2 separate regions of the Pan troglodytes genome follow, and region 1 is linked to region 2. The links are chromatin contacts, called in public Hi-C maps. All regions are on one chromosome and are shown on one strand. Each heading gives the region's core, a stretch centred on a gene start, on an enhancer-like site or on the middle of the called end of the contact. The rest is flanking DNA. Distances are from core to core; before and after follow the strand shown.

The links. A called contact is a pair of places that touch in the nucleus more often than the background predicts.
Region 1: a Hi-C map of stem cell-derived neural progenitor cells shows a contact between it and region 2, with 3 times the contacts expected there. The contact joins the promoter of BARHL2 here to the promoter of HFM1 in region 2. A contact is called at or near these places in 1 of 7 Hi-C or Micro-C datasets (stem cell-derived neural progenitor cells) and 1 of 1 datasets of contacts at active chromatin or transcription factors (stem cell-derived excitatory neurons).

The regions. Positions count from the first base shown.
Region 1 is chr1:140,443,659-140,448,388 of NHGRI_mPanTro3-v2.0_pri, reverse strand. It overlaps BARHL2 (BarH like homeobox 2), which reads right to left and starts at 1,465. Exons shown (of 3, transcript XM_003949457.6): 1 at 46-1,465. The coding sequence starts at 670.
Region 2 is chr1:139,763,484-139,768,511 of NHGRI_mPanTro3-v2.0_pri, reverse strand. HFM1 (helicase for meiosis 1) reads right to left here and starts at 1,383. Exons shown (of 39, transcript XM_524618.9): 1 at 1,253-1,383.

The sequences.
Region 1 (4,730 bases), core at 216-2,715, 680 kb before region 2:
GGAGGACAAGCTAGACGGCCGAGAGCGCCGGGTGGCGGGACTCACCGTGGCATTTGATGTCGCTCTGGGAATCCTCCCGCTTGTCGAGTTTGGTTTTGCTGTCCTCCTGCTCGAGCTTTGGCCTGAAGCTCTCGTGCACTGCGTTGCTCTCCTGCTTCGGGGTGTGGTGGGGAGAGGATACGCTGGTGCTGTAGGGTGCACATGCCGCCAGAGGTTTGCTGTCGCCCAAGATGTCCTTAATTAAAAAAGAAGACGTGGAAGTCCTGGGGGCCGAGGCGGCCGAGCCCAGCTGCTGGGCGGGCGGCGGCGGCGGCTGCTGTGGCGGCAGCGGCTGCTGCTGTTGGGGCGAAGGCTGCAAACTTTGCGTCGGGGCCGCGGCCGGCGGCGGCGGCTGCTGGCTGTGGTGGAGGTGGTGATGATGCTGGGTCGCGTCTGCTACCAGATGCGGCTCCGGGGGCTCCATGGTGACTGAGATAGGAGAAGAAGGCGCCGTCCCTACGGTATCAATCTCCGAACAGGGAGATGGGGTGGCCTGACTCCTAAAATCCGCGGTCCTGGCCTCACCGAGCGGGCGGAAATCTCCATTCATCATGCCTGGGCTGCCTGAACTGGCACTGGACAAAATCGTGTCTATTCCAAAACTCGACCCGCTGGCCCCTTCCATTGTCATTGCTACATGAGGTCCACGCCACTCCGCCGTTCAGCAGCCGCCCCGAACCAGCGAAGAAAGCTATCGATCGTAAAACAAAATAAACACCAAACAATGTTGCCGCTGCTTAAAAAAAAAAAAAAGTGGGGCGGGGAGAGAAGGAAGGGTAATTGGGAAGTGGCAATCTGTGGATACTTTCGACACAACTTTTTTTCTCTTATGCAAAAAGTAGGGGTGGAAAGAAAAAAGATGCGGGGGGCGGGGGGAGTTAAAAAAATTTCTGAGAAAGCTCGGAACTTGCGCTCCAGGAACGACTGCGCACGTGGAGCGGCGGTGGCGGCGCGGAGGACCCAGGCGAAGGCGAAGGCGCAGGCGGCGGGAAGCTACGCCAAAGCCGCCGCCGCCGCCGCTGCCGGGGTCTGCCCACAGCCTGGCACCGGGCGGCAGCGGTGGCGGCGGCAGACGCGGCAGGTGCAGCGACCGCGAAGCCCGGGCGGCCGCGCGCCCTCGGAACTCCCCCGCGGCTCCCGAGGTGGCAGCCGCGCGCCACTCGGCAGCCCCGTAGCCGAGTTTCTGAACTTTCTTGGAAAGTTGCGGGGCAGACACTGCCGCAGCGGCTGCGGCAACCCGAGGAGGAGGAGGAAGAGGAGGACGACGAGAAGGAGCAGGCACAGAAGGAGGAAGCGGCGGAGACGCGATACCGGGCGACTCCGGCCGCTGCCGGGCGCGTTCGCTTGTAATCCGGCTGCTCGCGGGCGGCGCCGACCCCCTCCCGTGACGTCACGGCCACTACCGCCGCTCCCCGTGTCGCGCCGCGCCGGGCCCGCGCCCCCGCCACAGAGGCCGCGCGTCCGGCCCCGCGCCCCTATTGGCCGCGCCCGCGCGAGCGAGGGACGCCGACGTGCCGGGAGCCAATAGGCGCAGCGCTCGCGAGCCCGTCAGCGGACTCGGCTCGGACTCCGCTGCTCTTTTGAGAACCCGCACATCCCTGAGCCCGCAGCCCTGAGCCGAACTCCGAGTCCAGTGGTCCCGGTGTCCACAATCACGAGTGCGAGGCAAAGGGAGAGGGGGGAAGAGATCAGAGGGAGACCAGAGAAAGGGAACCAAAGGGGAGAAAGAAAAAAAAAAAGTAGCAAGGATTTGCCCGTTTTCTTAAGTCAGAAGAGAGAGAGAAGAGGACGGGAAGGGACTTACCTTTAGGCTCCAGCGCGGCGGCCCTCGCAGCCTCCCCAAACGCGCGCGGGAATAGTCCGAAGACATTAAGAGCGGAGGAAGGAGATCCCTGAAGGAATCCACAGAAAAGTGTGTCACTTCAGGCGCCGGAGCCTTGCATAAGCGGGCGGGTCGGCTCTGGGCTCTGATTTCTCGCCCGACGAACCCAGGCGCTCGGGCTCGGCCCGGCGGGCGGCGGATCCCTGAGAGGGACACAGCCGGGTCCGCGTCCACCAGGCACTCTCGGGGAGGACGAGGCCTGAGGCTCCAAGCTGGGGAGCCAGCCTGGTCTCCAGCTGGAAAAAATGCCTGGCCAGACGCTTTCTCCCGAACGGGGGAGCTAATGCCCGAGGCGTTCTCTGGTGGCGAGGGCAGCCACGGTTCACTGCAGTGTCGGGCGGGCGCGGGGCTCAGGACCCATAGCGGCTGGTCTGCAGCCCGCGCCCCTGTCCGTCCACCTCTGTCCCCCGGCCCCTTTCGGCGAGCGCTCATTTGGAAAGGAAACAGTCACTGCGGATCCACTTGGGACCCGGAGCATGACTGTAACGCCTCGTTGGAGTGTATCAACTTGCATTATTTTCTCTAGGACGTCTCCAACCTGTCTCTTGTTGAATGTCAGAGTAATGGGAAGTGCCAGTGACAAGACGGCGTATTACTCCTGATTAAGTGCCGTGTCAACCTAATTAGCAGAGTAATTATAAGGTGCTAATGAATGATTCAAAGTTCTTTGAGTTACATTTTACTCCAAATTACCATTTTAAGAACCCTATGAATCTGCGAGGCGGGCATCGCTTCCGTGGCTAGGTCTGGAATGATGTTCGAGTGGCCTTTAATGTCTCCAAAGGCTGGGCCGAAATCTGGAGTTTAGTTGCAGTTCTGGAGGTCACTTTCTGGGCCACAGCTTTTATCTGTTGAGGACGAAGGGAGGGGTGTCAGGGAGGCAAATGACCTCCTGGGACAAGCTCTTGCCTTTCGGTCGGAACTGCTTCTGTGTGAGCCATGGGTCCGGAAGCGGGTAGCTGGGCGACTCATCCTGCCTGCGTTTTCCTGGGGAAATCGGTGTGTTTGACCCAGAAAAGAAAAAAAAAAAAAAAAAACAGCACTACTTGGAGGGTGGGTTGAGCTGTTTCTCATCGTCTCAGTGGCATTTTTCCTAGGGCTGTTCCGAGAGAACAGCGGGGATTGAAGGAACGGAGGCAAGGAGATGCACAATCCGGGCAGCTCTCGCTCTTCTCGGAAGGCGAAGGGAGTTTGGCGGAGAAGACGGGGTTGGTGAGCCGAGGCGGGGACTCCGGACGTGCTCCATCCCGGCAGGGGCCGACAGTGGCCAGAGGGGTGCGGGGAGGCCCTCGGGAACGGGTGACTGGGCCCTGCCGGGTGGGGTCGGGCCACTGTAGGCTGGAGCGGGGTTGGATCAAATGCCTTTGGCGCGGGAACTGAGTGCTGGCCCGGGAGACCCTCCGGAGAGCTCGCGGGCTCGGCCTCGGCCTCGGCCTTCGGCCGCGGTTACCGAACCACAGACGGTAGACTTGTGGAGGTGGCTTATCCGAGGCCGCAGGGCCCGGCGCTGCACAGCTTCGCAGCCTAAATATCCTGCGCCTCTGTCACAGTTGACCGCTGTGGGGAGGACAGGAAGGGCTCTAGGGCTGCCCGAGACTGCAGGCGGACCCTACCTACTCTACCCTCTTCAAATATCGATCAGGGTTCTTCCCATTCCAACATCATCATCCACCAACTTCCCGAATATGGTGCGTTTTCTCCTAGCCCTGGGGGGTTCCAACTCGAACTCCCCTCGCTGCATATTCAGGGTGGGAAGTAGGGAGGGGGAGAAAACAAATTTAAAATCCAGAACTGACGGCACTGCACAAATCAATTATTCTCGACCTTGATAAATAATTCATTTAAGCCTGTTTTTGTTTTGTTCCGACGCCTAAAATGACTCAAGAGCTCAAAAGGCTGATCGCACAGCTTGTGTTGGGCGGTTCGACAGGGTCTTTTTGCTTGGAATAATTCACAGCATTGGCAGGGGAGACGATGGAGATATGACCCTACAAAAAAAATGAAATCTATAAAGAAAAGGAGAGAGAAAAGTGGAAGTGTTGGGGGCAGGGGAGAGCGTGTTTTGTGACAACTCTAAAGCAAAGCAAAAGGGAACCCAGTAGGCCCCACTTTGTGAATGTCTCAGATCATATTTTCTTAAGAAAAGGTTAATATCATAGAAGAGTTATCTGGGTGGGTGTTAGATCAGCTTCCAGGAGCAATAATGGTAAGGGGAAAACACGACCTTGACTTTTATCAAGGCTGCTATGTTAGTAGTGGCCTGAAGATTCACAAAATGGACTTGAAGACCAAATTGCAAACTTAATGAAAAATTTTTTTTCAGAGCTGGAGTTTTGTTTAACTTTTCTCAGTTCTTTTTTCTCCAGACACATTCCTCTCTCGCATTTTTTTTCTGAAAGTATATAATGTATACATCCAAGAAGTCATGCATTTTCTGGCAAACATAATTCACTTTTCATTTTTAAAAATCACAATTCAGAAACACAATAGGGTGCAGATATATCATATTTCTAAACGAAAGAAAATGCTTTAACTGGATTTAATCTTAGATTTTCCCACTGGATTTAAAATACGAATAAATAGAGTCTCTAAACTGACATGAGTTTAAATATCAAACTCATTCACTTTCAGGCCCTCATTTCCTTAGAAGAAGGAGAAGGGGAAGAGAAAAAAAGAAACTTGTGTAATTTTTGGAAGATTTTGGAATTTGGCCTAGAAAGCAGTTATTGCCAACTGTGGGTAACAGAGAACAAACTTTTCCTTCCCGGCTCTGAAGAACACATCACTGCCGATCAGCATCAAAGATGCT
Region 2 (5,028 bases), core at 134-2,633:
GATGCTATTTTAAATTAATTAAAGTTCTAGGTTTAGATTCAGATTTTTTAAGTTCCTTTTATTATTAAAGTTTTAGTTTCAGCACGTGGCACAAAATTAGATTGCCAAACACAATAAACAATATCATCCCAGGTAGTTTTAAGTGTCTGCTCTGCTATAATCACTGTTAAAATACTTAAACTATTTTTGAGTCTACATAATTTGCGGTGCCGACCTTCTCTAGTTATATTAATGACAATCTCTAGTTAAATATTAATACAACTAGATACAATTAATCTTTAGTTATATTAATGACAATTCACCATTTTGTCTTCTGTAATCTTTACTTATTGTATAAAATTATTGTATACAATTATTGTATAAACTTACTGTATAAAATTGCAGGCCTATTACTTATTTCTTACAATTTTTACTCAGAAATATACTCCTTATTTTAAAAGTACAGAAACTCAGATAAAAATTATTGTTTTGCTAGAAATTTTTGTGAGTTAAGGAAGAAGTAGGGACCAACATTTACGGGAATAACCGACCGTCACAAATAACTGCAGAGAATCTGACAAAGAAGGAAAAATCAACGGGAACAAATTACTCCGAGGCTCGGCCTGGGAAAGGACCATACAATTGTCCGAGCCCCAGATCTCACCCCCTCTCCCCAGGCACCAACAGGGCTGGAAGGGTCCGGCTGGGGACCGAATCAGCACCTAAAGCAAAATAACAGCTCTGTGGATTTCCTAAGGAGAATATTCTAAATCCAGGGCAGAGGCCTTAGGGCCCCGAGAGTGGCACAAGAACGGGGCGCTGGGGCGCGTCACTCCACCCCCAGGGTCCCGTTTCCTCCCACCGCTGTGAAACCCGCGGCTCAGACAGATGGGTATGTCCCCCCCAGCGCTCGCTCAGGGGGCGCCACACACCGGAACACAAGACACAGGAACCGAACACCAATCAGCCGACTTTAGGGGCGGGCCGGACGCCCAGCCAGTCCCACCTCGCGGGGAGCTGGGCCCGCCCTGCGCCCGAGCGCGCCTCAAGCCTCACCGCTTTCTGACTGGAAATGCGGCTGAGGCGCTGGCGCGGGCCTGCGGCCTGGAGACGCCTGGTGACCAACAACTCGCCGCGCCCGTCCGCTGCCTGCCCGGCAGACGGCTCTAGAGATCGACCGCTGCCCGGACGGCTCGGCTGGGTCCCCACTTCCCCGCGGGCATCGGGCCCCCGTCCCCACCTTCCCCGCGGGCGTCCGGGCCCCACTCCTCACCTCCCTGCGGGCAGCTCCTAGGCCAGTCGAGCGCCGATTTATCAGCCCCTCGGAGGACCGCCAAGCCTGGCTAAGCCGAGCTCCAAGCAATGGATCGCCCAAGCCCCCAACCTCTCCCTTCCTACCTTTTTTTCTCCGAAAGTTTATAACTGGTTTTGAATATATCTCTTGCAGTTTACTGTGTCTATTCTCTTTAAATACAGCTCCTAATCCTGGGTTCTAAGGGTCTACTAAATGGTACCCTTTCCCTAAGCTAACCTGCTTCTCTACCCCAACAACCACCACTCCACAAACATACACCAACCTGCCTTTCTCATCAAAGTTAGCCAGGCCTCAGCTCTGGGACTTCCGGTCTCTTCATACCTAAAAAGTGTTTCACCTATATTATTTATAAAATATCACAATGGCACTCATGAGGTCGGTATTACTGGGGAACTTGATTCAGAAATAAAGTTAAATTTCAGAAATAAATGTTCTAAAACACAATGATATTTAAATATGTTTAGCCAACATGAATTTATAAAAACAGGGCAATAATGTGTTCTTAGGCTGTAAACATGAACAAACTATAAATTATCCTTTTAAGTTTCTTTAGAATTGTCCTCTGAAGATTTGTCAGGGAATGTTTTGTAGATGATAAAATAGCAACGAATCAATGATGCTTTTCTTACAGAGACATTTATCTTTCCTTTGGAAACCCCCACCTGTGACATCTAGGGCCAACCTACTGCTGTCTGACTGCCCTATTCCTGTTCTCTTTTTTCCTTGCAGTTCTACTGTTCATTAGCTATATGACCTTGGAAAAGACCCAACCTTTAAGTCTTAATTCTGCATCCTCAGTGATACTAATAAGCTCTAACTCGTAGATACTGCTGCAAGGGTTAAATAAAATAATATTTGCAGTAGTCCTACCACACAGTAAATGCTCATGAATATTAATTTCTTTCACCTTCTCTGAAATGTAAAATTATTCCAGTAATTGGGTAAGCCAGTTATTTGGATACTGATAAAATAACAAGTGTTTGTCTCTTGGAGAAAATAACATTTTGACTGCATAAACTATTCTTAATAGAAAGGTTGAATTATCATTCCTCTCAAAAATACTGGAGAGGAAAGTTACTTTCCATAGACTGCATAGAGGAAAATAACGAAACAGTGCATTTGTTATAGTGAACCCCTCAATGTGTTGAAATTCATACATTGAATTTTAACCCCCGATGTGATGATATTTGAACGTGGGACTTTTGTGAGGTAATTAACTCAAAAGGGTAGAGCCTTCATGAGTAGGATTGTGCCCTTTTAAGAGGCCAGAGAGTTAGCTCGCTCTTTTCCTACCATGTGAGGATACAGGAGGACAGTTTCTGCAAGCCAGGAAGGAGGCCCTCGCCAAATACCGGATCTGCCTGCACTGTGATCTTGGACTTCTCAGGCACCAAAATTGTGACAAATGTTTGTTGTTTAAGCCACCCAGCCTATGGTAATTTGTTATAGCAGCTTGAACTAAGATAGGGTTTGAGTGATAGAATTGTAGAATTCAGCAACAGGCAGGTACAGGGGGAGTCTTACTGCCAAAGCACACAGTAGCAAATGGCCACCATGTTCATAAACAAAAACATTCATTCATTCACTCACTCATTTATTCAAGAATGCATGTGGAATCTATAGAGCCTTACTTTCTCTTAAAATAATGTAATAAAAATGTCAAAGCTGCAGTTTTTAAAAGGAAGCCTCAGGACAGTGATAAAGTTACTAAAAATCCCATTTTGTGGGGAGGGATTACCATGGTTTTTAGTAATGTTGCCACATTTCTCAAGAAAACATTTTAATCCTAAAGATTTAATTTTACAACCAGTGCAACAATGTTATAAGCAATCCTCCAAATTGAATAACATAACTAACATTTGAAATATAGTCTTCCCGGTCAACTTCTGGCATGACTGCATAAAGAGCTTTGCTACCTCACTTCTCAGTGAAACTGGTGAAAATTCTAGAAAAATGACTCAGACCCTCTGGAAATGATCCTAAGGGCAAACAGCAAAAGAAGAAACATCTCTTCATGAAAGAGATACAAAAATTTGGTAAGAAAGGCAAGGGTCTGTGGTATTTTATCCAAGACTCCCAAGTTCCAGCTTAGCGAGACAGGCTCCATTCTAGACAGCTGCAGCCAAGAATACAGAGCTCTCTCTGCACCCAGCTCCCACTAGAGGGCGCGCTTTCTTTCTTTCATTGTGGTAAAACATGCGTAATATTTATAATTTTAACCATATATAAGTGTATAATTCAGGGACATTAAATACACTCACAGTGTTGTATAACCATCACTCTTATCCATACCCAAAACTTTTTCATTATCCCCAACAAGAAATTTGTGCCCATTCAGGGAGGGGAACATCACACACTGGGGCCCGTTGCGGGGTTAGGGGCTGGGGGAAGGATAGCATTGGGAGAAATACTTAATGTAAATGACGAGTTGATGAGTGCAGCAAACCGACATGGCACATGTATATCTATGTAACAAACCTGCACGTTGTGCACATGTACCCCAATACTTAAAGTATAAGAAAAAAAAAAAAGAAATTTCTGCCCATTAAACAGGAACTCCTCCTTTTCCCCTTTCCCTAATTCCTGGTAACCTCTATTCTACTTTCTATTTCTATGAGTTTACCTATCCTAAGTACTTCATATAAGTGGGATCATACAATATTTGTTCTTCTATTTCTGGATTATTCACTTAGCATAATGTTTTCAATGTTCATCCATGTTGTAGCATGGATCAGAATTTTACTCCTTTTTAAGGCTCAATAATATTCTATTGTACTTACATACCACATTTTGTTTATCCATTTGTAATCCTGGCTAAGGGACATTTGAGTTGTTTCCACATTTCCACCTTTTGGCTATTGTGAATAATGCTTCTATGAACATTCGTGTGTAAATATCTCCGTTCAAGTCCCTGCTTTCAATTCCTTTGGATATGTACCTAGGAGTGGAATTGCTGGGACATATGGTAATGCTATTACAGCCAATGCCATGAGTTCTAGCTGATGTATCCAACATAACCAAAATTTTATTCACTTTGTAACGTCCACATCTTTTACACCCTGATTAGTCAGTAGAAATTGATATTGAAAAATTAGTCTCAGGCTGGGCAACACAGCAAGACTTCATCTCTACCAAAATTTTAAAAACTAACCAGGCGTGATGGTGTGTGCCTGTAGTCCTAGCTGCTTGGCAGGCTGAGGCAGGAGAATGGCTTGAACCAAGGAATTCCAGGCTGCAGTGAGCTGTGATCCCACCACTGCACTCCAACCTGGGCAATAGAGCAAGATCCTGTATCTAAAAAAAGCAAGAAAGAAAAAAGAAAAATTAGTGTTGATGGCTCTAGAGAAGCAGGAACCAAGAAATGTTGAGGTTTCAAGACTATTTTTCTGCAGATGACAGCCAGAAATGTGTTGTGTTTTTTATTCTCAGATTTGGACGAGAAACAGTGAAGAGATCGTTTGGGAAGAATCTGAGAATTACAAAATTAATTTCTGAGAAAAAAAACAGAAAAAAGGAAATAAAGGTAGTTTGATATGATGGGATTCTCAGGAGGAAAGAAAAGTTTAGGGAGTTAGGGCCAATTCAGTAGATACTTAAATAACAAAAGGAAGACTGAATTAAGCACAAACCAAAAAAAGAAATCTTTCTGTCCTTTCTTTCTGTTTGTTTCTTTCTCTTTTCTTTCTTTCTTTCTCTTTTCTCTCTTCCTCCCTTCCTCCCCTTCCTTCCTTCCC